Regions from separate parts of the Sus scrofa genome. Here regions 1, 2 and 4 are each linked to region 3. Evidence: chromatin contacts called from public Hi-C and HiChIP or PLAC-seq data. All regions are on one chromosome and are shown on one strand. The core of a region is the stretch at or near the end of the contact, and the rest is flanking DNA. Distances in the headings are between cores, read along the strand shown.

The links. A called contact is a pair of places that touch in the nucleus more often than the background predicts. HiChIP or PLAC-seq counts read pairs in DNA pulled down with a chosen protein or histone mark.
Region 1: a contact with region 3 is called in an H3K27ac HiChIP or PLAC-seq map of alveolar macrophages. The contact joins the enhancer-like site here to the promoter of MTOR in region 3. A contact is called at or near these places in 1 of 5 promoter capture datasets (liver), 4 of 47 Hi-C or Micro-C datasets (embryonic fibroblasts, fetal heart ventricle, liver and 1 more) and 1 of 2 datasets of contacts at active chromatin or transcription factors (alveolar macrophages).
Region 2: a contact with region 3 is called in a Hi-C map of liver, with 2.4 times the contacts expected there. The contact joins the promoter of TARDBP here to the promoter of MTOR in region 3. A contact is called at or near these places in 1 of 5 promoter capture datasets (liver), 4 of 47 Hi-C or Micro-C datasets (heart right ventricle, liver and mesenteric adipose tissue) and 1 of 2 datasets of contacts at active chromatin or transcription factors (alveolar macrophages).
Region 4: an H3K27ac HiChIP or PLAC-seq map of alveolar macrophages shows a contact between it and region 3. The contact joins the promoter of EXOSC10 here to the promoter of MTOR in region 3. A contact is called at or near these places in 1 of 47 Hi-C or Micro-C datasets (heart right ventricle) and 1 of 2 datasets of contacts at active chromatin or transcription factors (alveolar macrophages).

The regions. Positions count from the first base shown.
Region 1 is chr6:71,233,835-71,236,534 of Sscrofa11.1, forward strand. The region is part of intron 5 of MASP2 (mannan binding lectin serine peptidase 2); the gene reads right to left. Among named protein-coding and RNA genes, the nearest start is that of MASP2, 7.9 kb to the right of the region's middle. Within about 2 kb of position 1,442, at least 7 of the 83 cell types and tissues checked have an H3K27ac peak or open chromatin away from gene starts, as enhancers often do. A contact at or near this core is called in alveolar macrophages and liver, where this site is marked.
Region 2 is chr6:71,212,170-71,214,869 of Sscrofa11.1, forward strand. It overlaps TARDBP (TAR DNA-binding protein 43), which reads left to right and starts at 1,415. Exons shown (of 8, transcript XR_002344898.1): 1 at 1,415-1,775.
Region 3 is chr6:71,411,535-71,414,234 of Sscrofa11.1, forward strand. It overlaps MTOR (serine/threonine-protein kinase mTOR), which reads right to left and starts at 1,379. Exons shown (of 58, transcript XM_003127584.6): 1 at 1,247-1,379.
Region 4 is chr6:71,281,355-71,284,054 of Sscrofa11.1, forward strand. EXOSC10 (exosome component 10) reads right to left here and starts at 1,448. Exons shown (of 26, transcript XM_013998976.2): 1 at 932-1,448. The coding sequence starts at 1,042.

The DNA.
Region 1 (2,700 bases), core at 192-2,691, 180 kb before region 3:
TCTGGCTGTACCCCCCACAGCTGCCACCTAGGCCACCAGCTTGCACAATGCCAGGTCCTTAACCCACTGCTGCCGGGCCAGGGATCAAACCCACACCACCACAGAGACAATGCCAGATCCTTAACCTGCTAAGCCATAGTGGGAACTCCTAAAAGGCACTCGTTTTCTTCTCTCTCTCTCTTTTTTTTTTTTTCCTGCAGCATATGGAAGCACGCTGGTTAGGGGTTAAATCCTACACCACAACTTGCAGCAAAGCCAGATCCCTAACCCACAGATTGAGGCCAGGGATCAAACCCACATCCTCACCGACACTATGGCGGGTTCTTAACCCACTGAGCCACAACAGGAACTCCTAAAAGGCACTTTCTTAGAGGGGTTTGGGGCTAACCCTCAGCCATCGGAGATCCAGTCCAGACGGGCACTCGGGAAGCCTTGAGCCTCCTCCCTGGTGAGCACGGGGCTCAGGACTGACTTCCACTTTGGCCCCCAAGTCCTGGCCTGTTGTCACCCTGAGGTCATCCATCCCCCAAGGCCACCGCTCAGCACACACAGGTCATATGCTGAGTCCCTAAAAAGACAAAAAATTGCTTCCTCCACAGGATCTGTGTGTCCTGGGCTGACTGCCTGCCCCCAGCAGCCTCAATGTCTCCCCACAAGGAACCCATCTCCAGGGACGCCCCAGGGGGCCCCCGCCAGGCCCTGCTTCCTTCACACACATCTCCAGGCTCTGTCCCCAGGCCCTTCCCGCACACCAGCCTGGCAAGCCTGCCTCCTCCCTCTGGCTCACACGGAAAGGAGCACTTCAGTTTTAGCAGTTTTCTTACTTGGGCCCCAGGAAAACGGAAGCCTTTCAAAATGAACAGGAGGCAAATGAAATGCTCCCAAGGTACTGGCCTCACCCTCTGACCCCGCACTCCCGACTTAATCTTCTCTAATCTAGCTTCCTCATTTTTACTTTATTTTTTGGTCTTTTTAGGGCCACACCCGGGGTACATGGCAGTTCCCAGGCTAGGAGTCGAATCAGAGCTGTAGCTGCCGGCCTCCACCACAGCCACAGCAATGCAGATCTGAGTTGCATCCACAACCTACACCACAGCTCCCGGCAACACCGAATCCTTAACCCACTGATCGAGGCCAGGGACCGAACCCGTGTCCTCATGGATGCCAGCCGGGTTCGTTCCTGCTGCGCCATGACGGGAACTGCTCCGATTTCCTCACTCTTGAAAGTACTCCCAGTGCCTCCTCCACGCACAAGCCGTGCTCTGGCTTTTCCTGCGTGAAGCCCCGAGGACCCACCTTCCTAGGCTGTTCATGGCATGGCTGGGACCTTAAGTCTCAGAAAAGTGATGTAAGAGGTTCTATGTCATGTGTCCAGGAAGGACACAAGCTGGGCAGCTGACCTGGCTCTGGCTCTGAGCCCAGCTCGGGGCCTTGGCTGTTCTGCTGTCTCTAGTTACTGCCTCCCCAGCTCAGTGACTCTGTCCTTCCAAAGATGACCTGAGAGACCCGTTGGCTGAGAGTGCGGAGAGGGACAGACATGGCTAGAGGTCGGTGCCGGGAAGGTGGGGTATGGAGCTTGTGACTAAGGAGGCAGCGCCAGTGGGGAGCCCTAGGCTGAGGGTTACTTGCCAGGGTTTGAGGGTCCGTCGTGAGGAAGAGGCGGAGGCAGCCCAGGAGGGCAGCGAGGAAAGCCCCAGCTCAGACGCCCTGTCCAGGCCTCCAGGTCCGGAGCCAGCGCATCACAGCCTCTACAGCTCCACGCCCAGAAAGGTGGAGCCTCTGGGCTTTGGCACATGCCCTTCCCTTGCGCTTAGGACACCCTTCCACCTTCCTCCAATACCTACTCATCCTTCAAATCCAGTCTCTAGCATTTCCCGTCCCAGGATATGTTCCTTAGCTTGTAGCCCCTGCCTGGGCCGGTCCCCCCTCTGGACTCTGGACTCTCACACGCCTGCTTGGCTGTGCTTGTCACAGGGCTGTGGTCACTTTGCTGTAGCCAGACTGAGGGCAGAGGCATGAAGTATTTGCCACACAGAGCCTGGGGTACGTCCGTAGGATGGAAGGATGGAAGGGTGGGAGGGGAGGGCGGCAGGATATGGCACTCCACTCCAAAATATGCCTCTTTGGCATAAGGATGATACTTGCCCCTCAGTATCTGCGGGGGACTGGTTCCAGGTGCCCCATGAATGCCCGAATCTGCAGATGCTCAAGTCCTTTATATAAAATCGCAGAGTGTCAGTTGTCTGTATCCGGGGAAGTGGGAGGCCAACTGTATTTTGAGCTATTTTGTGAAACAGCAGACGCCAGAGAAACTCTGAAAACAGTGTAAAAATTACCCTAAGGGTAATTTACATTTACATAGGAAATATCCGTTTGTAAGAGCGTCTCCAGCTCCGTACCAGGAGAAGGGTGACTACATCAGAAGAAACCCCTACAAGGAGAAGGCGGGGTCTTCAATCCACACAACAAACCTGACTCTTGTTCACCGCACTTTCCCGGCCACCCCCCACACCTGTCCCCGTTCTCTCTTTGGTCTTTAGCTAAAGATGGCATCGAGGACTGAGATCCAAGCCACCCCTGAGACATCGTCATTTCCCCTTGGGTTACCCCCATGTCCACATGAGACAGACGTGTTCATAAATTTCTGTTTGTTTTTCTGGTAAATCTGTCTTGTTCGCAGCCAAGAATTTGGGAGGGCAG
Region 2 (2,700 bases), core at 165-2,664, 200 kb before region 3:
GTGGCCCTAAGAGGACAAAAGACAAAAGACAAAAAAAAAAAAAAACCTTATCCTTCCCCCCCCAAAAAAATGGCATCAGAGATGGATATGCAGGACTTAATATTTATTCCCTGTGAGTCTGTAAGAAGCAGGAGGCACCCACTCCAGAGCCAGACTTCCAGGATTCAAATTCCAGTTCCACTATCTACCAGCCCTGTGAGCCCGGGCAAGGTTACTTAACCTCTGGGCCTCAGTTTCCCCCTCTTTAAAACAGGAATGAGGAGTTCCCATTGTGTTGCAGTGGGATCGGCAGCATCTCTGCAGCACCAGGGTACAAGTTCGACCCCCAGCCTGGCACAGTGGGTTAAAGGATCCAGCGTTGCTGCACCTGCAGCACAGGTCACAACTGCAGCTTGGATATGACCCCTGGCCCATATGCCACAGGGCAGCCAAACAAATTTTTAAATTGAAATAAAATAAAATAGGAATGATAACAATGGCACCTACCTTATGGGGTTATTGTGAGAATTAAATGAGTTAATGCATTAACTATGGAGCACTTTGCTATTACTGCATTTCATTGAATCTGATACCCTGGTACACTGGGAAATTAAGACTGTTGCCAGTTAAACTAGGACATATCATCAGTGGAACTGGAGCTGAAATCACATAATGATTTCAGAAATGTGAAACAAAAAGTTTGTCTTCAAATAGATGAAGTACACTAGGTTACTTTAGCTGGAATATGTTGGCATTAAGGTTAGGGGTCAACTCCCTGGTTCACCATTTACTACCTGCGTGGCCTTATTTAGCAAGATATTGATCCTCTCTGTGCCTCGGTTTCCCCTCACCGTATATGCACCTACCACGCCCACACGAGACTGTTGGGGCAATTAAATATGTGAGGACTTAGGAACTTCTCAGTACATAGTATGAGCTAATATTGCTATTATTTTGATTTTTTTTGTCTTTTTAGGGCCGCACGCGCGGCATATGGAGGTTCCAGGGCTAGAGGTCACATTGGAGCTGGAGCCACTGACCTACGCTACAGCCACAGCAACGCTGGGTCCTTAACCCACTGAGCGAGGCCAGGGATCGAACCTGCGTCCACATGGATGCTATTCAGATTCGTTTCCGCTGAGCCATTACGGGACCTCCGCTATTATTGCTATTTTTTAGAACCAAAGTTATTCTCTCCAGGTGCAGAGGCTCGGGGAAACTGGAGAGGATGTATCTGCCCGGCTTTTTGGATTTGAAAGGTCTTGGCCGCGCCTACCCTCCCCAGTCTCGGGAGGGTCCAGAGGGCCCAGGACACGCCCCCTTGGTGCCCCGCCCCTCGTGGCCCCGCCTCCCACCCCGCCCCCTGGTCCGGCCCAGCCCTTGCGTTAGTCTCGCGCACTTTTAAAATGCGCGAGCTCCGGCCGAGACCCAGGGCCGGCGGTTGGTCGGGCGAAGCCATCTATTACGCTACGTGGGGGTAGCTAAAAGCCTGCGCAGCCACATTTTTTCCATTATTAGCTCTTCAGGCCCAGATGCTAGCCTTCTTTTTAACCGTGGTATCCGTTTCGTATGCTCAGACCGCGCAGATGGGTTCCTGACTCTCTGGGGAGAGGGCTGTGTGGCTCTGTGCGGCGATCCCCCCCTCTCGACGGGGAGCCGGTGGGAGGGGACGACGGCCAGAGGCGGGGGGAGGCGGCCCTAGCGCCATTTTGTGGGAGCGAAGTGGTCGCTGGGCTGCTCTTGGATTCCTCGCTGTTTCGGTTTCCCTGTCGGGCTTCCTAGCAGCGGCCTAGCAGGTGAGTGGCGGACGCTTCTCACTGGGACGCCCTGTGTGCCTCCGCCCTATAGTGGGTCAGCCTAAGCGGACGCGGCGGCTTCGGCCCCCGTCCCGGGAAGGGAGCCGTGGGGCCGGGCCCGCCTCGATCCTGGCGGAGCGGACTCGCGCGGGAGCGACGTTAGGGGTCTGGCGCAGGGTGGCAGCCGGCGCCGAAGCAGAGACGCTGGGCCCGCAGAGCCGAGCCGCCGGAGGCAGAGGTTTGGCCTGGCTTCCCGGCCCGGGCCCTGCTTTGTGCCTTCGTGCTTTGCACTCGGGAGGACAACGTCTAGGCCTGATGCTCCGGCGGTCCCACCCCGGGCCACGCTTAAAAACTCCTCCCTCAGCCGTCACGCACGGGCTTCTGGGAGGTGGCGGCCCGTGTCGCCGAGGACCTGTCGCCGCCGTCCTTAGGGCTCAAGTTGGGAGAGCCGTCGGAAGTTCGCACATTTGACAGGGAGGAACTTTTCCCCTGCTCTCTGCCCCTGGCTCGCCGCTCCTGTTCAGTCCTCAAGTTTCGGCTCCTGCATCGCTTTCTCAGGAGACTCTACTTTGACAACGCGTGTCCCTGCCCAGTCTCACCCCAGCCCCCGAGGTTCGTTCTTTCTGTCGGGTAGCATATATCCCGATTGTAATTAGGTAATTACTTGTTTGCTGTTTTTCTCTTGCTTCCTCTCTCCCCTTTGCACCCAGCCTGCCACCTGGGACTGTGGCTTCAGAGTTAATAGTTGTAACCCCCGATGCATAGTAGGCACTTGTCGAATCCTCAGTGATGGAACTAGCAAGGCATTTCACCCCCTTGTTTTCACCTCCCCATTTTGGGGCGATAACCAACAGGTGTAAGAAGCCCAGCACCGAGAGTTTTTCTGCAAGTCGTAGAACAATGACCTGGCAGGGGTATTAATCAG
Region 3 (2,700 bases), core at 129-2,628:
CATGGCAACATAGGATCCCTGACCCAATGAGTGAGGCCAGGGATCGAACCTACATCCTCATGGATACTAGTCGGATTCATTTCTGCTGCGCCCCAATGGAAACTCCACTTACTGCAATTTCAACTTAGCAATTTCAACATTTTCAAGTGCTCTAAGCCACCTGTGGTTGTTGTATTGGACAGCGCAGTTCCATAAAGACTAGTACTTGGAATGTAAGCTAAAAAAAGACTAATTAGTTCCTGAGATCAGGCATTTGTTCCACAATTATGTATTGCCCCTCCCCTCAGCAAGCTTACAGTCTAGGAGGAAGTACAGACAATCCGGCAACCACAATAAAGTGGCCATAACAGAACTCGGCCCAGACTGCGACGGCCGTAACATATACACCTATCCTAGGGTATGTCCTGATTATATTAGAAAATCAAATTTTCAAAATTCTTGTTTTTGAAAGAATTTGTGAAATGCAGGAAAAAACAAACAAACAAACAAAAAAACCAGGGACTAATTGGTTCTGAAAGGGTGCAAAGACTGCAGAAGGAAGTGTCAAACTTCAGGAGAGAGGAAACCCAAGGGCTCCAAATGGGAAAACTACTACAGAGTGTGTGGTGCTTGTCTATGACGAGGGGGAGGGAGGCTGGCAAAGAATTTCCAGTCGAAGGAAGGAACCAGTATATCTTAATAAGGTCTAAGGCCTCCAGGCAGAAGTCAAAATACTAGGAGTGAAATATCTATCTTAAGGGTCTTGGCGAGGGCTTACACAAGTTAACGTCAGGTGGCTGAAACTAGGGATGGGGGCGGGGGAAGCAGAGGAGATGAAGCTCAGGGATGGAACCCAGCTCAGCTCTGCGAAATGGGTGCTTGAGAGGTCTCCACGGTGGAGCTAAAGGGGCTGACACTGACGCTGGTCCTCTCGGAGGCCAATCGGTAGGTGGCTCATAGGGGTGACTGATGCGCAAGGCGACCCAAATGCTCCCCAGCAATACAGGAGCTCATGGGCCCGCCTTCACGGCGCCAGAGACATAGCGTGAGCTAAAGGGTCCGGGGGTTTCCTGGGGATCCGGGAGGAGGTGGGCGTTGCCTCGCGGGGGTCAAGGGCTCCGGCGGCGCCCAAGTCCTTTGGGCCAGTACTGAGGGGACCCCACGTCTCAAACGCACGACTTCCTGGGGGTCCCCCCACGGACCAGGTTGGCCGTGGGTCTGGACATTCCACCGCCTTGGAGGGGTCGGTGCCAGGCCCCAGACTCACCGCGCGGCTTCGGCCGAGGGCTCAGCTGCCGCCACCAGCGCCGGTTCCACTGCTTCAGGCCCCCAGCCCCACCACCCGCCTTCCCCGCTGTCCTCTAAGCCGGGCGGGAGGGAGGGCAGTCTCCCAACACAAAGGACCAATCGATGGGCGCAAGAAGAAGATGGACTGGAATGGAGACCAATAGTAATGAAGGAGAAGTGAAGCTTCAGGACCCGGCTTCTCCGCGGGGCGGAGACTATTCAAATAGACAAACCCTGTGGCCAGTGGCAGGCGAAATAAAGCTTAGATCCTCTCGAAAAAACCAATCGCTGGTGAGTTGACTTCAGTCACTTCCACGCACACATCCGGTGCATCGCTAGTATATTTCCCCTCAGCACCTGGGCTGTGGCCACGCCGAGTCCGCCGCCTGGGTACCGCGGGATTGGGACCACGAGGCAGTAGACCGTGGCTCGAGAACCCGCCGCGTTTAATCTTCAAGATCAAAGTTTAGCGATGCCTGCGCACTATAGTTACTAGAGTAAAAGACGTGGAAGTTTCTGACTAGCATTTCTTGTGCACTCGTGATTTCTCTTTTGTTAAATACGCATTTGAAAGCGCTTTTGGATTTCCCCACTTTTCCAAAATTACCTAGGTCGTAAGATCTTTCGCAAGAAACCATAGACAAGTTTTAGCTAAATGGGTTACTCATAAATAATTTCAAAGCAGGATCATTTTAAAAACATGCTTTCTAGGAGTTCCCGTCGTGGCGCAGTGGTTAACGAATCCTACTAGGAACCATGAGGTTGCGGGTTCGATCCCTGCCCTTGCTCAGTGGGTTAACGATCCGTCGTTGCCATGAGCTGTGGTGTAGGCCACACACGCGGCTCGGATCCCGCGTTGCTGTGGCTCTGGCGTAGGCCGGTGGCTACAGCTCCGATTGGACCCCTAGCCTGGGGAGTGGCCCAAGAAATGGCAAAAAGACAAAAAAAAAAAAAAAAAAAAAAAAAAAAAAAAAAAGCTTTCTAAAATCAATAGCAGGAGTTCCCCTTGTGGCTGCAATGGAAACGAATACGTCTGGGAACCATGAGGTTGCGGGTTCGATCCCTGGCCTCGCTCGGTGGGTTAAGGATCTGGCATTGCCGTGAGCTGTGGTGTAGGTTCCAGACATGGCTCGGATCTGGTGTGGCTGTGGCATAGGCTGGCGCTGTAGCTCTGCTTAACCCCTAGACTGGGAACCTCCATATGTGGTCCTTCAAAGCAAAAAAACAAAACAAAACAAAAAAAAAATAGCAAAAATAAATTTGACATCTCATTTTTTTTTTTTTAAAGCATGGTCTATTGCAATAAACTTTAAAAATTCCTGTATCTTATAATAGGAATCCGATTAAATAAAATATGCATTCCTATTACCGAAACCTCACATAGGCATTAATAATCACAATCTAGATGAATATTTGCTAAAAAAGTAAAGGGTT
Region 4 (2,700 bases), core at 198-2,697, 130 kb before region 3:
GTTTTCATTTGGGCAAACATCTAAAAACAATGTAAGAATATTTTAGATCTTTTGGATGACCAATTTATAATGCCTACACTACTGTCCACAGCTGGGCTTGTATTCATGGTTCAGTCAGGGCAAAGCAGGTCTCTATTTTAATTGTTGTGTGGGAATGAGAAAAAAAACTGAAGGGACTGTCATAGGTAAATGATGGTTTGTCATACGAAGGCCGACGACATCACTATAAGTTGTGTAATAAATATTTTCCAAGGGGGAAAAAAAGGAAGAGAAAGGTGGGAACTTGAACCACGGTCGGGTACGTGGCAGCAAACGAGCCGCACAATCAGGACCATGGTTAGTAGCCCAGAAACTAGTCTAAATAAACTCTTTTCTGTGTTCCTCTATGGAAGCATTGATAAATGTTCTATGGCACCTACAGGAGGGACCCTCGGTGGCAGCTGTAACAGATGATGTTACAGCTAGGGTTTGGGATTATGTAGGACTGGACTTCAGGGGAGGCAAGAAGGGCGGTCCCCGCCGCGGGAAGGGAGGACGCGGGCAAGCGTGGGAAGCTTAAAGCGGCCGAATCTCTTCGGAGGCGTGGCTGGGTGGCTCAGGCCTGGGCGGGGTTGAGGTCGCGAGGACTAGGGGCATCGGGATGACAAGGAAGCCCTTCCCACCACGCGGAGACGTGGGCCAGCATAGGACCAAACGGCAAAGCAAGGACCCTGGGAAGTCGGGCGTCCCTCAGTGTTCGCATGCGAGATCCCATCCCCAGAGGGTGAAGTGACAGACTACTGTGCCCGGAGTGGGCAGTGGCCCCTTGACCGCCCCCAGCCCGGGGCTCCGCTGCGGCGTGGGTACCGCCGGCTGGCCGCCGAGAGGGCCCAGGCCTGCCTCCAGTCAGCCGCTAGCGGCTCCCGCAGCAGCCGAGGCCTCACGAACTCACCTTCACGAAGCTATCTGCGTCCGAGAAGCCCGGTAGTACCATCTCCCCATCAGACTTGGACGCGCTCTTCGCCGACGGGGCCTTGGGCTCTCGGGGACTGGGAGGCGCCATTTTTCCGGCTCTCACGGCTTTTCTCGCGATACTGCCTCGGCCAACGCGACGAGTACTAACTGCGCATGTGCAAAGGCCGCCGTCCCTGGTGGGGAGCGGAGGACTGTGAGTTGGGGTGGAGGGGCGCAGTGTCGGTTCTGAGCAGCTCACCCACGGAGTTTTTCTTTAACCTCGTATTATTTCATGCCAACAACCCAGTGATTTTCGGTGGGACCTGGGGGATCCAGTTATTCTTAATTAAGGCCAGCTCCTCCCAGAGTTCCCTTGTGGTGCAGCGGGTTAAGGATCCTGCGTTGTTGCGGGTTTGATCCCAGCCTGGGAACTAATTTTTACATGCCGGCCGGCGAGGCAAAACAAACAAACAAACAAACAAACAAACAAAATAAAGGCAGCTCCCCGCCCCACGAAGGTCTTGCTCCTTTCATCCCCTCTCTGTGTCATCTTTTTCCTCGCCGCTGGTTCATTCTTCGCAGCCTACCAGTTTACCGGCATCTCTCCCAAAGAAAAAGACAAAACAGGAAACTCAACCCCACACTCCTCCCAGGCACCATCACGTTTTTTCTTGCCCTTTACAGGTAAACTACCGGAAAATACCCGCTCTGTGCTCCCACTGTGTTTACCTCCAATGCTCTCCAGCTCCTCTAGCCAGATATTCCTCCGGATCTATACCGCTGGAACCTCTCTTGAGGGATTGAGCTCTTGTTAGGAGGGAGACGGGATTGAGGCAGCTCAGGGGGTGGGTTTCAGGAGTGAGTTCCAAGCTGGGTAGGGTGTATCCTCTCTCCTAAGATCAGGGGTGACACATGCTTAATACAATCGTTTGGCTTAGTAAGTGTTCAATAAATGTTAGCTTAAATCCTATTAACAGAAGACTTGTTTTTCACTCTTCCCAGCAATCAGGTACAAAGGTATCCTGGCAGAACAAAGGCCTAGCCTAATTCATTTTAACAGCTAATATTTGGAGCACTTATTTCATATGGTTCAGCCTAATACCACATGTCAGGCTGTACTGATTGGTTTACATGGATAATCTCATCATCAAAACAATCTTAGGGAGTAGACCATACTTTCAGAGGAGGAAATAAGCACAGAGATTAAGTAACTTGTCCAAAGTCACACAGGTGCTATGAGATGGAGTTGAGATTTTTTTTTTTTTTTTTTTTTTTTGCTTTTTAGGGCTATGGAGGTTCCCAGGCTAGGGATCGAATTGGAGCTGCAGCTGCTGGCCTACACCACAGCCACAGCAAGGCCAGATCCGAGCTGCATCTGGACCCATACCACAACTCATGGTAATGCTGGATCCCCGACTCACTGAGTGAGGCCAGGAATCAAACCCACATCCTCTTGGATACTAGTCGGCCTCATTACTGCTGAGCCACAACAGGAATTCCAGAATTTTTTTTTTTCTTTTCCCACACTTGTGACTTGTGGAAGTTTCCAGGCCAGGAATTGAACCTGCTCCACAGTAGTAGCAACACAAAATCCTTAATCTGCTGAGCCACCAGGAAACTCCTGAAACTAGGTATTTTTATTTATTTATTTATTTTTGGCCTCATCTGCAGCATGCAGAAGTTCCTGGGCCCGGGATTGAACTTTCACCACAGCAGTAATAACACTGGATGTTAACCTGCTGAGCCACCAGGGAACTCCCCAGCTTT